Regions from separate parts of the Sus scrofa genome. Here region 1 is linked to region 2. The links are chromatin contacts, called in public Hi-C maps. All regions are on one chromosome and are shown on one strand. Each heading gives the region's core, a stretch centred on a gene start, on an enhancer-like site or on the middle of the called end of the contact. The rest is flanking DNA. Distances are from core to core; before and after follow the strand shown. Region 1 has its middle 16 kb from the start of EMC8. Region 2 has its middle 70 kb from the start of IRF8.

Region 1 (5,469 bases), core at 317-2,816, 130 kb before region 2:
CTGGCAGGAGCAGGGGATAATCCTCAGACGCAGGACCCCTGTCCCTGAGCTCCTTGGTCCCAGGACTGAGAGCTGCTTCCCCAGCTAAGGAGCCCGGTTCACTGCCGGCGTCCCTCCTGGTAAGATGCCGGGATCTTACCAGGAAACTCAGGGGAAACAAGTCTCTATGCCAGTGTTGTCCGCTCAGGCCACGCCTAGGGTCCCCTAGGCAGGTGTGTGAAGGTGCTGAGGCGGGGTCTTACCTCGGGGGCACTTGCAGGGTTTAAAGTCTGCCCCAGGTGATTCAAGTGCAAGTTCAAACCTCTGCATTCATTCCCACGTTGCCTGGGAAACTGGGTGAAAACAGAGACCTCTGCCTAACTGAGGGCTGCTGGACCAGGATCTCTAGGGGCACAAAGCGTGCTCTGGAGGCCAGGCCTTTAACAAAGGGGGGCCCCGGGTGCTGCAGCAGTCTGGCGGTGGTGGGGTGGGAAGGTCGGTCAATGCAGAGGTCCTCTTGCGAAGGAGGAACCCTCCCACCCTCCTCCCGTGGGCATCTGAATCTGACAGTGTCACAAAACTGGCTGCCACACCCCAAATGAACACCAGGTGGCATCCGGGCTCCATCCTTGTCCTGGAGCCCCAGTGGCTGGCTCTGCAGTAAAAGCAATTTTTCCTTCTTGTCAGACTTGTCTGCTCAAAAGTTGGCCAGGGGGTTTGTGCAGCCTGGAGTGCAGGGCAGTGACCGGAATTGTGCTGCCGGGTGTGTGGCATGCCTTCCAAAGTCTTGTGTTTGATGGTGAAAATCCATGGGAATTTGCTCTTTTGCCCCATGATACTGCCGTGTCTGTTTTGATACAGAAATAATTATTTCCGCGCATCGGGAGTAAAATTGCCCCCCCCCACCCCCCAGGCAGATCCACTGGCTCTTCCAGGCTTTTCAGATCAGCCTCCCGACACTGGCAAGGGACGAACTGAGCTTCACTGTCTCCCCCTTCGTCCATTTCCTCGTTGGTGCCAAACTCCTGGCATGGGAAGGACAGGACCCCCCCACCCCCACCCCCATCTTGGGGAATCGGGTGACACGCGTTGTCATCGGCTCAGTAAATTCCACTGTGTCATCGCGTTGCCGGTGAGCTGCTTCCCACCTCCACGCTTTGAGGGCGAATGTTATGTAACAGGACCGAAAACCGCCTGCGAGGCGGCGTGGAGGGCTCCCTTCAGAAAGGGGGAAACAGAAACTCAGGGAGCCTGGGGGCCGTGGGGGATGGTGGTGGCACAGCATGGAGCCCCTCTCCGCCGGGGTTCTGGTCTGCCCAGCAGCCCGGGAGTGTCCTGCCCTCTTCCTGCCTGGTTTCGTTGTTGGAGAGGCTGTCCCTGGGGAGTTGGCAGGACCCCTGAGCACATCCCGAGGCTCTAGCCACGCAGAGCAGCAGCTCCCTAAATGCCACGAGTTCCAGGACCCTCGCTGCTGCTTTGTCCTCCAGAGTCCGTGTGATGGTGACGGGGCACCTGCTATGGAAATGCCAGGTTTTAAGGGGGCAGCAAAGTTCCCAGTTTCCTTTTCAGAGCCTTTGGCTCAGCCTCCTTGCCTTCCTGCCAAGAGGGTGGAGCCTTGCAGCCGCCTCCAGGGCCAGTGCCCTTCCTGCTGCGGCCCACTGCCACTGGGAGAGGCGCATCTGCTCGGAGCCTTGACAGACTGGGGTCGTGCTTCTGGCCCTGGGCTCTGCGGACCTCCAGTGTGTGTGGGGGTGGCCTAGGGGGCTGCGTGTGTGCGTGTGCTGTGTGTGTGGTTAGTTTCTCAAAAGCCACAGGAATAAACAGGACATGTATTCTTGGGGCATTATTTTCAAAGTTTTGGAAAAAGGTTCCTGTTGTTTACAAGTAGAAGAAACAAGCATACACCACAAAGTGGAAAGAGGCTCCTTCCACTTTAAAGATAAAACAGACGACTTTAAAGAGATTCGCATGGCGGCCGGTTGGAGCCCCCTCCCCTTGGTGGGGGGGTCTCCTCTGCTGAGAGTGACTTGAAAAGTTCATCTATCAACTCCACCCGTTTCTCGAGTACTGTGTACAAGGCCCTGGGCCAGACACGGACGGGTGGAAAGTGGAAGGTGCAGCTCCTCCTGCTCCTGAGGATCTGGTGGTCCAGGGAGGGGTCTTGGCTACATCTCCACTCTCCTCCGCCTCACCACTCTCTCCAGCATCGCCGTCATTGTGATCCTCTTCCTCATCCCCATCCCCATCCCCACCCCCACCGCCACCCCCATCCCCATCCCCACCCCCATCCCCATCCCCGTCCCCATCGCCACCGCCACCCCCATCCCCATCCCACCCCCATCCCCATCCCCGTCCCCCTCACCATCCTCGCCGCATCCTCATCCTCTCCAGCATCTCCTTCACCATGATGCTCCTCCCCATCCCCATCCCCACCGTCATCCCCAGCTTCATCCTCCTCCCCCACCGTCTCCAGCCTCAGCATCACGACCACCACCTTCTTTCTTCTTCTTCACCATCATAAGCTCCGAAACACCTGTGTCTGTTTTGTTCCCCACTGTTCCCCTAGCTTCTGGGGTATTGTCTGGCATATATTAGATACTCGATAAATATTTGCTGAGCGGGTGTCTCATCGTCATATAATAACGCTCCCCTCTGTGTTGCGTACTAGCCCAGCTACAGCTTCCTGCAGTCCTGGGAGGTAGGAAGTGTAGCTGTCTCTTCCAGATGGGGACACCGAGAGAAACTGAACAACTTCCAAGGGCTGTACCCCAGTAGATGATGGGGTTAGTGTCTAGACCCTGATCCATGCACCTGCAGTGCCTGGCCTCCCACCTTGAACCACGGTGGCCTGAGGCTCCTGGCAGAGCTGTGGGGTAGGACTTAAGCTCAAAGGGCATGGGCTCTTGAGGCTGGCTTGGTGAGGGGTGGCTTTGAGTTAGTTTCTCCATGGACGCTGAGGTAGTCCGTGTCCAGATGCCAGAGGGCCTGAGCTGGAGGTGCCCACGTGGGTTTCAGAAGGTGTGACCTGCAGGAGGTTTCATAGCAATTCCATGTTTGGGGCTTCTTGGCCAGTGGCTATGTTGGCTTCTGGTGCTTCCCAGGCATTTCTGTACCCGCTGTGGCCATGCCAGGCTGGAGGGGGGCTCTTGGGTTTTCCCTTTGATCAGGAGCCTGCTGGGGTCACCTGCAAAGTAGTCACAAGGCTGCCCTGGAGGACTTTCCCAGCCATTAGGGCCACCACTTCCTCAAACCTCCCTGAGGTCCCCTGGAAAACACCAGCGTGGGAGCCACATGGGTCTGGAGAGCCACTGTTCTGGGGCCGCAGGGGAGACGGGCTGGAGAGACTGGGCACCCACCTGCGGGGCCTGGACGCACTCAGCTCGTAGCCAGGTGGCAAGGCTGTGTGGTGTATGAGCGTCCTGGGCTCTTGCACTGATGACCCCACTCTGGGGGCGCTTAGAGAGATAGGAGTTTATTTCTCCGCCGTCCTGGAAGCCAGAAGTCTGAAGTCAGGGGGTGGCAGGACCAGGCTCCATCTCGAGGCTCAGGTGCGGGTCCCTCCTGCTTTTTCCTGGTTCTGGGGGCTCCTGGCCGCCTCCCTCCAGTCTGTTTTGTCTTCACAGGGCCTCTTCCCTGTGTCCGTCTGATCTCCCCTCCTTCCTCTTCTAAGGACACGTGGCATTGGATTTAGGGCCACTGGCCTGTGTGACCCCATCTTAACCAAGTACACCTGCAGAGACCATTCGCTGGTGAGGCCACACAGGCACCAGGGCTGAGGACCTCACCAACTTCAACATATCTCCTGGGGACATAATTCAACCCCAAACAGATGGCACGGCCACCTTTAGGCCCGCCCTGCGGGCAGCACCAGGCTTGCCAGGTCTCACCCACGACGGTCATGGCAACCACGTGAGCTTATGCTTCGCTGAGGAGTTGGCTTCTTCTCGGACCCGGCCACCTTCGTTGCCCTTCCTTCAGCACCACTTGGATTTCTGCTGGGGACCCGTCACCCCCCAGGCCAGGGCTGGGGTGGGACCTGGCCTGCGTCCACCCGACCGTCCTGGTCCTCTGCCGGGAGGGTTTGGGCACGTGACCCGCATCACACCCCCGGATGCCAGGGCCTCTCCCCTTTCTGCCGCATCAGGAACGGTGAGGCTGTGAGGCTAGACCCACGGCAGGCGCTGCTTGTTCTGAGTCCCTGACACTGACGAAGCCAAAGAGGGTTGTGGCACCCCAGCTGCAGAGAGACCTGGGCCCTGCAGTCAGCCTGCCCTGAGCCAAGTGTCTCCAGGAACTTTTGCTTCCGTGAACCAATAAATTCCTTTTTTCTCCTATATTTACTCCAGTCAGTTTAACCAAGATAATTTTTTTTTCTTTTTAGGGCCGCACCTGTGGCATATGGAGGTTCCCAGGCTAGGGGTTCAGGCGGAGCTACAGCTGCCGGCCTACACCACAGCCACAGCAACTCGGGATCTGAGCCGTGTCTGTGACCTACACCACAGCTCACAGCGACGCCGGATCCTTTAAGCCACTGAGAGAGGCCAGGGATCGAACTTGCGTCCTCATGGTTCCTAGTTGGATTCATTTCTGCTGTGCCAGGACGGGGACTCCAAGCTGGATAATTTTTTGTGTGTCACTCATCACGGAAAGAGTCCAACGCACAGATTCAGTCACCACCCCTTTGAGAATCCACCGAGAGCTGAGTATCGCCTCCCTAGACGTGTGTGGAATCACGGACAGGCACAAGCTCGTGATCGCGCGCTTAGCCTCCGGGGAGCTTTTAAGATTTTCTGGATGCCAAGAGTCTCAGGCTGAAGTTGATCTGAAAAAAATGCTGCAAAATTCTTGCCAGCCTGCCTTGGCTCTGAAATCGGATGAGACGTTGTCACTGCTGATCTGGTCCCCACCTCGTCCCGAAGCACAGATGAACAGCTCAGGTTCAGAGACGTGGGCTGTGTTGGGGTAAACACTCGCCTGCTTCCCTGGGCAGGTGTACCTTGCTTCATTGGGCTCCACACACAGGTGGTTTTTTTTTTTTTTTTTTTTTTTTTTTTTTTTTTTTAAGACACATTGAGGAGTTCCCTTCATGGCTCAGTGGTTAATGAATCCGACTAGGAACCATGAGGTTGCGGGTTCGATCCCTGGCCTTGCTCAGTGGGTTGAGGATCTGGCGTTGCCGTGAGCTGTGGTATAGGTTGCAGATGTGGCTCAGATCCTGAGTTGCTGTGGTTGTGGTGTAGGCCAGCAGCTATAGCTCCGATTAGACCTCTAGCCTGGGAACCTTCAGATGCTGTGGGTGCAGCCCTAGAAAAGGCGGGAAAAAAAAAAAAAAAAAAAAAGACACATCTAAGGCTCGAGGCAATGATTCATTGGATAAGTCCATCGGTGCCCCTTTTCCAACAGCATTTGTTCACTTCGTGTGTCATATTTTGCTAATTCTTGGCAACATTTCAAACATTTTCCTTATTTATTTGCTTTGGTGCCGTGTGA
Region 2 (5,620 bases), core at 308-2,807:
GAACCCTCGGCTTCTTCTATGTGGCTCGATCCTCCTCAGCCAAGAGCCCACTCAGCTCTCCTCCCAGGCCTTCCCCCCCTGGAAGGATGGAGACTGAGCTGCAAACGCCTCATCTCTGGATGTGCTATAAACCTGATTCGATTTGATCCTCCCGACTGGTCCTCAAGGGCGGGTACCAGCCTTACCATCACCATCGGCGCCTCCGCCGTCCTCACTCTCATCACCATGGTAACCATCACCAGCACCCATCACGCCCAGCAAGCTGCCCAGGCTTAGTGTACTTGGCCGAATAGTGACCCCCGCAAGATGTCCCCGTTCTCACCCCCAGAATGTGTGATCTCACATGGCAAGAGGGATTTTGCCGATGTGATTAAAGGCTTAGAGGTGAGGAGATTAATCTGGATTATCCAGGTGGCTCAATGTAACCACAGAGGTCTCCTGGGGGGGGGGAAGTAGGGGGCTCAGAGTCAGAGAAAGATGTGAGGACAGAAGCTGAGGCAGAGATTGGCAGCTGCTGTGCTGCTGGATTTGAAGGTGGAGGAAGGGGCCACGAGCCAAGGGATGCGGGCGCCGCTGAGGCTGGAAAAGACGAGGCAACAGATCCCCCCCTGGAGCCTCCAGAAGGAGCAGGGCCCTGCGGACAGCTTGATTCTAGCCTGCTGGGACCCACGGAGACCTCTGACGTGCAGGGAGATGATACGCTGGGGCTGCTTCCAGCTGCTCCGTCTGTGGCCATACACCACGGCAGCCACAGGAGCTGCATGGATGAGAGCGTCACTTTACAGCTTGGCTCTCCTGCTTCGTAGCCGGGTGCCCCTCTTGGAGCAGGGGCAGGCACACCATGGTGCCTGTCACCCAGTGTCTGTAGGCACCCCGGGGCCGACGCCAGCCGAGAAGGTTGTGCAGTCGGCCGCATGCTGAGCTGCGGGTGGCCCTGTGCTCAGCCAGTCTGGGGGCTGACTTTTGATTTGTGCTCCAGAGGATGCTGGAAAAAGGAGGGTCGCCCACATCTGAGCATCAGAACAAACAGGAAAACGGCCCCCAAGGGCTCTGGATGGAGGTTACCGTCTACCCCCGCTGCCTGTCCCTGCCCGAGAAGGAGGCATCTTCTCAGAGTGTGAAATGAATGTCCCTCTTGGCTCACAGCTGGTCAGGCCCAGATCTTTCACATTAAAAAAAAAAAAAAATGCAGCAGGGACAAAACCCAAAAACCAGAAGCTGGGGGTGCTGGTGGAGGAGGGCAGGCAGAAAACACGGGGCCCCTGGAGCGCCTGGCCTGAGCTTGAGGGACTGGGGCACGGGCGGCCTGGCCGGGCACCCCTGGGGAGGTCGGAGGGTGGCTTGGCAGCCTCGGTGGCCTGGGTGATGCTCTGCCGAGGCCCTCTGCATGCCGAGACCTCAGGAGGGCAGAACACGCAGCTCCAGGAAGAATCTGAAACACAGGAACTTGGCAGAAACCCGACTTCTCTAAAAATATTAAAAGCCTGTGGCCCGCAGAGGCCTGATTGCGAGGCCCTCCGACTCTGACAGCCGGGTCCCTGACCGTTGAGACCCAGCGTGGTCCTGGCATTGAGCAACAGGGCCCTGCTCATCCCCGTCCCCACCGCCCGCCCCACCCTGTGCCCACGGGAGGCGAGAGAGGAGGGGAGAGGCGACTGCTGGTGTGGCTGTGTGTGTGTGTGCGTCTGTGCGTGCGTGTGGCTGTGTGTGTGTGGTTGTATATGCATATGGTTGCGGGTCTGGCTCTGTGTGTGCATGTGGCTGTGTGCATGGGTTGTGTATGTGTGTGGCTGTGTGTGCTCGTGTGTAGGCCAGTGTGTGGCTCCACAGCCCTCCTTGAGGGCCAGGGCGGCCTCTTCGCCCAGGACAGTCAGAAAAGCCCTCGGCACAGGTGTGGAGCCGCTGCGGTCCTGGAGGGGACAGGTAGCAGTGACAAAACAAGGGCTCTGTTGAGCTCGGACTTTGTGCGAGGCCTTGTCCTAAGCACATCATTGCCCCAGTCCCCGGAACCCAGGAGCCTATAAGAGCTACTTTTAGTCCCACTGAATGGAGCAATGAAGTCCAGAGAGGTGAAGTCATTTTCCTGAGGCCACACAGCACCGGGGCAGGGAATGAGGAAGCCTGGATCCAGGGCTGAGGCCCCAGGGCTCTACTCATAGCCTTGTGGGAGAGTAGCAGCCAGAGCCACCTGGGCAGCTGTGGCCTCGGCAGGAGGACCCTTCTTCTCACCCACATTGGGCTTGTAAGGTGGCCCCCTGGCCCTCTTGAGGCTTCTAAACCCTCTGGCGCCTTTGCAGCGTGGCCTCCTCTCCAGGCCTGAGCGAGGGCAGCGGCTATGCTGAAGGCCCTGAGCGGTGGCAGCCACTGGGGAGGGGGTGTGTGTGGCTCCGAGGCCCCCCACCAGAAATCTTCCGTCTCTAGAGTCTGGTCCCTCTGCTGCACTCCAGGGCATCGCATTGAGGCCTCTGCCTTGGGGAGAAGCGCCCACCTTGGCACAGGGGAGGTCCGGGGATGCATGGTGTCGCCTGTGCACAGCCTGCTGCCCGCTGCTCAGGGTGTCCCGCCCTCCCGGAAGGGCAGTGGGGCCAGCTGGCTTTCCTTCCTGGTGTCTGGCTGTGCAGCTGCCCCGTGCTGTCCCCAGCCGCGCCGTGGCTTCCTCCACGCGGAGTGGGGCTGTACCCGCACTGGCCACATGGGAGCGCGGCCCTGCCACCCGCAGGGTCCCTGCCCCTCTGCGCCTGGGAAGGAGGAGGGAGCCCTCGCCACCTTCCCTCTGGGCTGCCCGGCAGCATCACAGCATGACGGGGACAGGGACACGGACACGAGCAGCCTGGCTCCTGGGGAACCGGGCTTGGGGAGGTCTGTGGCGTGGCAGCCCTGCGCCTGGGTCTGGGGGCCCCAGTGCGGGACTCACCTCCTAGCCCTCCCAACTTTCTAGCCACAGGCCCTACCAGCCCTCTGTGCCTTGGTGTCCCCATTAGGGACATGGCGGGGGGAGTAACAGCCTCGGCCTCATCAGCTTGGGGCCGAGCCAGCACATGCTAAGGGCTTCCTGTGGGTGGCTGTGCTTGTCACCTTCTCCGAGGAGGGGCGTTTGGAGCTGGCCTTGGTTGGGGATCGACAGCTCCTTGAGCCCCATCACCCCACTTTGCAGGTGGGGGATGGAGGTCGTCAGTGAGGAAGGATCAGCTCCTGGGGGACAGTCCTTCGTCCTCTCTGTCCTCCTGAATGTCAGGGAAGCCAGGCCACCCTAAATATTTCACTCGAAGGAAACCAAGTACAGACTCAGCCCAGACACCACGGCTCCCACCCTGGGGAGGGGTGATGGTGCCGCATGAACGTCCACTCACGTTGCACGTGACCTTGGAGGTGAAGGCTGTAGCAGGACATGGAACCAGCAAGGCCACTAACACCTGCCGGAAGCAGCCGGCATGGAGACTGGGCCCCTGGCGCTGGTGGCAGAGAGCCTGGGTTCAGAGCCTGGCCCTGCTCAGAGCTGAGGCATCTCCCTGGGTAGATGTGTAACCAGCTCTGCCTCAGTTTACCTGTCTGTACAGGGCTCTCTGGAAAACACGGCAGGTGAACACAAGTTACTGCTCCTCTCTTGATCCACCCTCTCGCTTCGTGGTGGGGGAACCTGAAATTGGATAGAGGAAGTGACTTTTCTAAGCAGCCCCCTGGCCTGAGCAGCCACGGGATCGACAGAGCTGAGGCAGAAACTTCTTGCGAATGGAGGGAGGTTTGCTTTGGCGTTGGTTTCTCAGGAGTCAGAGCCTGGCTGGCAGCCCACACATGTGTGAAAAAGGCCTTGGAGGAAATGAGGGCTGGGTTGGTGTCCCCGTGCAGGGGCTGCTTTGCCCACCACGTCCTTGCTGGCTTCTGCGACGGCTATGCCATCTGCTCTGCTCCTGGTCCTGGTGAGAGCGAGCCACAGCTGTGTGGCCTTGGGAACAGCACCTAACCACTCTGGTCTCGTTTCCTCGCAGCTGTGATACCACCGCCCCCTGTTCCCCAGCCCCATGAGCCTGGACCGCGTCTTCACGCTAAACGGAGCCACGTTTTCAAAGACATTTGTTCCTCTGGGGCCACGGCTGCCTAGAAAATATGCTGAGAAAATAATACCACCAAGTCTTGGCTTGAACGACCCCCACTGTTTCTTTTCTCCTCGACTGGCAGGTTAGAGACAGTGACATTTATTCCTCTACTGGCATCAAGTAATTTTATTCCCAAATGTTACACAGGCTTGATGCAAAAACCCTGGAAAGCACAGGAAACCATAAATTTGGAGGGAAAAGAAAAAAAAAAAAACATAGTAGGAATGAAAAGAAAAAACCAAAACCAAAACCAACCCCAAATGAAAAGAAAGTTTCTGGGGAAGGCTGTCCCGTTCCTAGGTTGAACAGCCATAAAGCCGCAGGGTTGTCGCTCTCCCGGAGGCCATCCTGGCGTTTGCTGGAGGAAATCCTCATTTTCCAGAACCTTCTGCACATCAGATGCCTGGTCCCCCCGAGGCGGACAGTGTGGGCGTCGGCCCAGGTCTGGCCTCTGACACGAGCAAGTCCCACCTGGCAGAGCACAAGGCGCTCTAGGGTCAAGCATCTTCCTTTCTGCACTGAGTTCCCAGGGGGCCTGGAACGAGTGTGCTGACGTCTCTGTGACCAGCCCTCCTCCTCCGTGGACAGGGATCCTTCTAGATAAGCGTGTTTGTTGTGCCGAGGCCAGAAGGTGACTGTGATTTCGGATCTAACCCGAGTATGTGTTTAATAAAAACCGGTTGCTTTGCCACCACAGCACGGGAAGCTTCAGGAAAGCAGCACGAGCAAAAGCCAGCGGCCGTGCCCTCGAGGGCCTCCATCCGGTCCAGGGACAGTCGGCCCTGGAAAGAGACAGGGCCACTTCCGGTTTGGCTGGCACGGTGGCTCTCCGGTTTCACGACGAGCAAACGCCAAAACAGCGTTGCAGCAGCAGACACAGGTGGAACATTCGACGGCGGGCTGCTTCTTCAGAAGCCGACGAGTCTGCAATGGACGCTCCTTCGTGCGAGGCGCTGGCCTTGTGGCCACAAGGTCTCCAGCGCCGACGCCCTGCCTGGCGCACACAGGAGGGGCCCGGAAAATGCCAAATGAGTAAGTGAACAGATGGATGGGTCGAAGGGAAGGGGGGAAGGCGAGAATGCCTCCTGGGCTCCGGGGCGCTCATTCAGGCTTGAGATGAACTGGGTTTCAAACGGAATGAACGCTTAGCATGTGGGATAAGGGCCAGCAGTGCCCTGGGTCTGGGGGCGCTTTGCCACTGGCCTCTGCTGGCAGTATTGGTTCAACTTTCTCTTTCATTTTCATGTTCAATCTTCCCTTGCAATTCAAAGGTCAGATGCCAGATGGGGCAGGGCCCTGGAGAAGGACAGGCCTCAGCAAAATGTTTCCAGGCTGCTGGCTGGGAGCGTGGGTCCTGACTCCTCAGGTGCGGGGAGGGGTCCCTAGGGTCCCTCGCTGCTTCTGCTTTCCTCTCCTGATGACCCAGCGACCACAGGGGGGACACTTGGGTGTTGAGCTGCCCGGAACCCTTTTGGCCCAGCATGCGCGCATAATCTCCAACCCCACTCTGAACAACCGATGACCCG

The links. Hi-C and Micro-C count contacts between places; a contact is called where the count stands out from the background.
Region 1: a contact with region 2 is called in a Hi-C map of alveolar macrophages, with 5 times the contacts expected there. The contact joins two enhancer-like sites. A contact is called at or near these places in 2 of 5 promoter capture datasets (fetal skeletal muscle and liver), 15 of 47 Hi-C or Micro-C datasets (alveolar macrophages, blood, embryonic fibroblasts and 8 more) and 2 of 2 datasets of contacts at active chromatin or transcription factors (alveolar macrophages and skeletal muscle).

What each region holds. Positions count from the first base shown.
Region 1 is chr6:3,118,703-3,124,171 of Sscrofa11.1, reverse strand. No RefSeq gene overlaps it. Among named protein-coding and RNA genes, the nearest start is that of EMC8, 16 kb to the left of the region's middle. Within about 2 kb of position 1,566, at least 38 of the 83 cell types and tissues checked have an H3K27ac peak or open chromatin away from gene starts, as enhancers often do. A contact at or near this core is called in alveolar macrophages, liver and retroperitoneal adipose tissue, where this site is marked.
Region 2 is chr6:2,987,393-2,993,012 of Sscrofa11.1, reverse strand. No RefSeq gene overlaps it. Among named protein-coding and RNA genes, the nearest start is that of IRF8, 70 kb to the left of the region's middle. Within about 2 kb of position 1,557, at least 7 of the 83 cell types and tissues checked have an H3K27ac peak or open chromatin away from gene starts, as enhancers often do. A contact at or near this core is called in alveolar macrophages, liver and retroperitoneal adipose tissue, where this site is marked.